2 separate regions of the Pan troglodytes genome follow, and region 1 is linked to region 2. A link is a contact called in public capture Hi-C data. All regions are on one chromosome and are shown on one strand. The core of a region is the stretch at or near the end of the contact, and the rest is flanking DNA. Distances in the headings are between cores, read along the strand shown. Region 1 overlaps SLC45A3 (solute carrier family 45 member 3). Region 2 has its middle 21 kb from the start of SLC45A3.

The links. Capture Hi-C pulls out chosen DNA fragments and counts their contacts.
Region 1: a capture Hi-C map of stem cell-derived neural stem cells shows a contact between it and region 2, with 2.8 times the contacts expected there. The contact joins two enhancer-like sites. A contact is called at or near these places in 4 of 7 Hi-C or Micro-C datasets (blood, induced pluripotent stem cells and stem cell-derived neural progenitor cells) and 1 of 1 other capture datasets (stem cell-derived neural stem cells).

The regions. Positions count from the first base shown.
Region 1 is chr1:43,420,250-43,423,169 of NHGRI_mPanTro3-v2.0_pri, reverse strand. SLC45A3 (solute carrier family 45 member 3) reads right to left here. Exons shown (of 5, transcript XM_514140.8): 5 at 207-2,009. The coding sequence ends at 1,572. Among named protein-coding and RNA genes, the nearest start is that of SLC45A3, 21 kb to the right of the region's middle. Within about 2 kb of position 1,434, at least 7 of the 24 cell types and tissues checked have an H3K27ac peak or open chromatin away from gene starts, as enhancers often do. A contact at or near this core is called in induced pluripotent stem cells and stem cell-derived neural stem cells, where this site is marked.
Region 2 is chr1:43,377,519-43,380,285 of NHGRI_mPanTro3-v2.0_pri, reverse strand. No RefSeq gene overlaps it. Among named protein-coding and RNA genes, the nearest start is that of SLC45A3, 21 kb to the left of the region's middle. Within about 2 kb of position 1,390, at least 5 of the 24 cell types and tissues checked have an H3K27ac peak or open chromatin away from gene starts, as enhancers often do. A contact at or near this core is called in induced pluripotent stem cells and stem cell-derived neural stem cells, where this site is marked.

The DNA.
Region 1 (2,920 bases), core at 185-2,684, 43 kb before region 2:
CTCCCCAACTCTGAAACCCCCCAGTCCAAGGTGCAGCACAACCCCCCCCAATTGGCAATTGACACAAAGAGTGCTGGTCTATGCCTCCACCTGCTGGTGGCCATGGGAAGTGAAGCTGTCAAAAGCCAAAGGGCTCCCTGAACTGAGAGTTAAGAATGTTGTAGAAAGATCAGGACTTTCCCCCTCATAAAAGAAACACATGCCAATAAACATATAAGAAAGCCTTTAATTTTGTCACCATAAACATTATACTCTGATTGCTCACTTACAGTATAAAATATTCACCCTGCTAAATAAATAAGACGACATTATTGCAAACGGCACTTAAACCCCCCTGAGAGATAAGACCTCCCTTAGCTCAGGCAGGGGGTGCTCCTGAGTTTCTGTGTGAGATTCCCCAAGCACAGATATACTCTGGGGGCTGAGATGGACAAAGGCTTGGGAAACCGCACTTTGTGCTTCTGGTCCTGCAGTAGCTCCAAACAGGGTTGTGGAGCCGGTGGGGAAAGTTGGGGGTAGGGGAAATTTTGGGCAGTGCCTTCATCAGCCCAGTCCTAGAGAGAGTAGAGGGGAGTGGAAGTGGGGGGAACCAGGCTGGGCCAAGAGAAGAGGGGTGGTTAGGGAAGCCGTTGAGACCTGAAGCCCCACCCTCCACCTTCCTTCAACACCCTAACCTTGGGTAACAGCATTTGGAATTATCATTTGGGATGAGTAGAATTTCCAAGGTCCTGGGTTAGGCATTTTGGGGGGCCAGACCCCAGGAGAAGAAGATTCTGGCAATGATCAGCCCAATGACCAGCTATCTCAGGGGACCTGATTGTTGGGGATCCCCCACCCTACCCAAATATTAGACACCAACACAGAAAAGCTAGCAATGGATTCCCTTCTACTTTGTTAAATAAATAAGTTAAATATTTAAATGCCTGTGTCCCTGTGATGGCAACAGAAGGACCAACAGGCGACATCCTGATAAAAGGTAAGAGGGGGGTGGATCAGCAAAAAGACAGTGCTGTGGGCTGAGGGGACCTGGTTCTTGTGTGTTGCCCCTCAGGACTCTTCCCCTACAAATAACTTTCATATGTTCAAATCCCATGGAGGAGTGTTTCATCCTAGAAACTCCCATGCAAGAGCTACATTAAATGAAGCTGCAGGTTAAGGGGCTTAGAGGTGGGAAACCAGGTGACTGAGTTTATTCAGCTCCCAAAAACCCTTCTCTAGGTGTGTTTCAACCAGGAGGCTAGCTGTTAACCCTGAGCCTGGGTAATCCACCTGCAGAGTCCCCGCATTCCAGTGCATGGAGCCCTTCTGGCCTCCCTGTATAAGTCCAGACTGAAACCCCCTTGGAAGGCCTCCAGTCAGGCAGCCCTAGAGACTGGGGAAAGAGGAGAGGGACGCCCCAGCCCCCAGCTGTGCAGCTACGCACCTCAGCAGCACAGGGTGGCAGCAGAGAGCCACATTACTTTGGCAGCAACAGAAACTGGCGGCCAGCCCGGCAGCCCCATGGGGCTAACAGGAGGGGGGAGCTGGGACCCAGTGAGGCAGGCCCTCCACCCCAATGTGCTGGAAGTTTTCTACACTGAGTATTTGGCCAAGTCACTCTTGTCAAATACTACCTGTGTAGCAAAGTAAATGGCGACCAGACCCAGGCCTGCGGCAGACACCATATAGGCAGTGACAGACTGGCTGAGCTGGACGATGGAGCCCATAAACAGGGATGGGGCCACCTGGGACAGCAGGAAGGCACTATCCAGGATGGCGAGGTCCAGGCAGATGCCCCGGCCCGGAACCACCCTGGCCTCGGTGGGCTCACCCACCACCACACGTACGGAGACATCACAGGCAGAGGCCCCGCAGAGCGCGGGTGGAGGTGGGAGCAGGCCACTGCCTCCAGCACCCACGTGTCCATTAGGGAAGGGAGCTCCAGGCTTAGGGCCTGGCAGGAAGCTGGTCATCAGGCTGTCCTCACTGCTAGCGCCTCCAGTGTCCCCTCGGTATTTGGGCAGGAACACCTAAGGCAGAGGGGTGAAGAAAAGGGGAAGAGGACAGGTGTGTACCCAGCAGTGGCACCACCCCAGCTGTGAGAACAGACCCTGGCCTCCATCCCAGGAGCAATGGGACTTCATGAGAATCAGGAGCAGGAGAGAAGATGGAGACCCTACTTGGTCCAGGTCTATCCAGGACCCTTCCTCAGGAGTGGGAGAAGGGTAACGGGGTGGGGCGGGGACAAATGTGAACCCAGAAGTCTAGGTTTCCTCTAGCCTCTTAGAACAGGTAAGAGGCAGACAAACTCAATATCACAGATCAGAGAGAACAGAGCTCCAAGGTAAGGAAAAGACACAGGGGGAATGAAGACGGTGGTAAGAGATGCACAGAACAGAGGAACAAAAGCCAAGGCAGGGCCCCTGATGGCCCAAACCCCACGCAGGCTCTCCTAACCTTCCTTCCTGCCTGCCCTCCACTCTGACATCTGGAAGCTCTGCCTCTCTGGGGTCCCAGATGCCACTAGGGTAGCTGCCCTGCCATGAGCTCCCTTGTCCCCAGCCTTGGGGCAGGGAGAATCCAGTAGACCCCAAGCAGGAGGAATGTCCCTCTTCCCACCTCCCCTAGCCCCAGCTGTGCTAATGTTGAAGGCTTCTCACTTCCTTCCTGCTGTCTGACTTAGATCAGAGTGACTGGTCGACCACCATCCCCCCAACCCCTGCCCTTGATGGCCCAGAGCCTCCTATTTAAGGACAAGGCCAGGTCTTATCCAACATTGTCCCCATGCCAGAAGAGTTGAGTTGGGGGCATTTGCGAGGTGGGAGCCATGGCAGAGCTCAAACCTGACGCCAGGGAAGCCCACGGCTCACCATGCAGCTCAACAAGTGGGCAAAGAAACAGGCAGACAGCGTGCAGTGCCAAGTCTGCCATCAGCTGCTGT
Region 2 (2,767 bases), core at 141-2,640:
TGAGGCCGGTGCAGTGGCTCAGGCCTGTAATCCCAGCACTTTGGGAGGCCAAGGTGGGCAGATCACTTAAAGTCAAGAGTTTGAGATCAGCCTGGCCAACATGGTGAAACCCTGTCTTTACTAAAAATAAAAAAATTAGCCTGGCCTGGTGGTGCACACTTGTAATCCCAGCTACTCAGGAGGCTGAGGCAGAAGTGCTTGAACATGGGAGGCAGAGGTGGCATGATCCCTCAGTGAGCTGAGATCACGCCACTGCACTCCAGCCTGGGCGACAGAGCAAGGCTCCATCTCAAAAACAAAACAAAACAAAACAAAACAAAAACCAAACACAAAAGACTTGAAAGGTCTCCTGCCCTCAAAGGGCTTGTACTCTCAACTGTGTTTCCGGTTTCTTTCTTCTGCCTGTTTCTCTTATCTAGCTGAATGCCATCGATGCACAACAAATGACTGTCCTGATTTTCTTCCGGGAAGACATTGCTAAATGATTGGTGAAGGACCATATGTTCAGGTTACTCCTCTTCCCGATTTCCCCAATCCCAGTCTCTTCAACTTTGGCATTTTATTTTTTTTAAAGGAGAATTGGGAGGTGGGAAGCTCTTAGAACCTTCAGGATAACCCTGTTTCTTGTTTGTGTTTGACCTGTTCATGTGTATGATAGAGAAATAGAGAGGCAGAGTATGAAATTTTTGTGTTTTTTGGAGGGTGGGTGGCTGAAAGAGAAGAGGCCAGAGATTTTCTCTTGTGTAATCCCACATTGCCAGGCTCCCAGCTGACCAGCTTCCATCTCACTGTAGGTGTTGAAGAGACCATGGAACCACTGTGGGTCTCTCTCTCTCTCTCTCCTTTCCAGTAGTGGAAAGAGGAAAGGTGCCCAGAACCCTCACATCCTGGAATCTGCTCCATGAGTAACCTCTCTAGGGAAACAGCAGCCCAGCTGTTTCCTGGACCGGTAACTTCTCTCCCCAGCACCCCCTCACCTATAGTCCCCAACTGACTGTTTTCTGAAACCACCTCCCAGAGACTGTGCTGACTGAGGGAGGCCCTGGAGGGAGAGGAAGATCTTGCAGCCTTGTCCTGGGACTTCAGCCAATCTCCCCTGCCTCCCCCACTGTGTCCCTGCCCCCAACCCCAGCCAAGCTTAGAGCAGCCGGCTCTGTCCCCAGCAGCTGTACACAGCAGGGGTGGGGGACAGTCACACTCCCTCGCTCCTAGGCTGCAGCTGAGGGGCTGTGAATAAAAAACTTGGCTTCCTCAGGGGTCTGGTTGACATCCAGCCCGTATCCACCACCTAATCCCATCCTTTGCTTGGGTTTTCTCAACGTATCCATGTCCTGGCCATGCCCGGTGGCAGGTCTGGAGGCTCCTGCTGGCAGAAGGAAATGGTTCCTGTCTCCAGGTGGGGCCGGGCACCCCTCAAGAGGGTTGGGAAGGCAAGAAGTAGGAGCAGCTGCTTCCTTTCTTGTCCTTCCCAGATACCCATGATGAGGGGGCACCAGGGACTTGGGTTTCCCAGCTTAGCTGAGAAACTATTTCCTTTCATTAAATAGGCAAGTAATTAGCTGGGGGAAATGGGAGGACCCTGGAGAGTGAACACATCCTTTGGTGCATTGACAAGAGAGGGGCTCCAGAGTGATGAGAAGCCCCTGTTCCAGCCCCCCACCCTCCCAAACACACAAAAATTCCACACTCTGCCTCTCTATTTCTCTATCATACACATGAACAGGCCAAACACAAACAAGAAACACTAGGTGTGCCCTAGGGTACATAGAATTCCGAAAATCTTGCTGCATTAGGAGCACTGTGCAGCAGGAGGCAGGCAGATGCAAGCCCAGCCCCAGCTGTAAGTCCTAGTTGTGCGTTCCTAGAGGTGCTGTGCCTCCTCGTGATCCTTTTCTTCCTGCTTCTAGTCCAGGTCTGGGTTGCCAGATGGACTGCAGTGGTCAAGGTGAAAAAGCAGAGGTTGCCTGGGGCTCCCTAAGCTAGGCAGGGCAAGTGGGGCCAAGGGTTGGGCTTCTTCTCTTGAAGCCAGCTTTGTCCCTCGCTCTTTGATAAGACCTATAGAATGAAAAACTCAAGACCAAATCACTAGAAAAAAAATTGTAGGAAACATTTAGATCAGTGTTGTCAATTGAGGCAATTTTATTCCCCAGTGGACATGTGGCAGTGTCTGAACACTTTTTATTTTTTTAATAACAACTAGAAGGCTGGGCGTGGTGGCTCACGGCTGTAATCCCAGCACTTTGGGAGGCTGAGGTGGGCAGATCACAAGGTCAGGAGTTCGAGACCAGCCTGGCCAACATGGTGAAACCCATCTCTATTAAAATTACAAAAATTAGCAGCGCGTGATGGCGCATGCCTGTAATCTCAGCTACTTGGGAGACTGAGGAAGCAGAATTGCTTGAAACCGGGAGGTGGAGGTTTCAGTGAGCCGAGATCCTGCCACTGCACTCCAGCCTGGGAAAAAGAGTGAAACTCTATCTCAAAAAAACAAAACAAAGCAAAACAAAACAAAACAAAATGACTAGGGAAGAGAGTGCTATTGGCATCTGATAGGTAGAGGCCAGGGTTGCTGGTAAACATCCTACAATGCACAGGACAGCTCCCCAAAACAAAGAATTATCTGTCAATTCGTGCTAAGGTTACAAAATCCTGATTTCGGCTGGGGTGGTGGCTCACTCTATTGCACTCCAGCCTTGGTGACAAGAGTGAAATTCTGTCTCAAAAAAAAAAAAAAAGAAATCCTGATTTAGATAAACCAACATTTGTC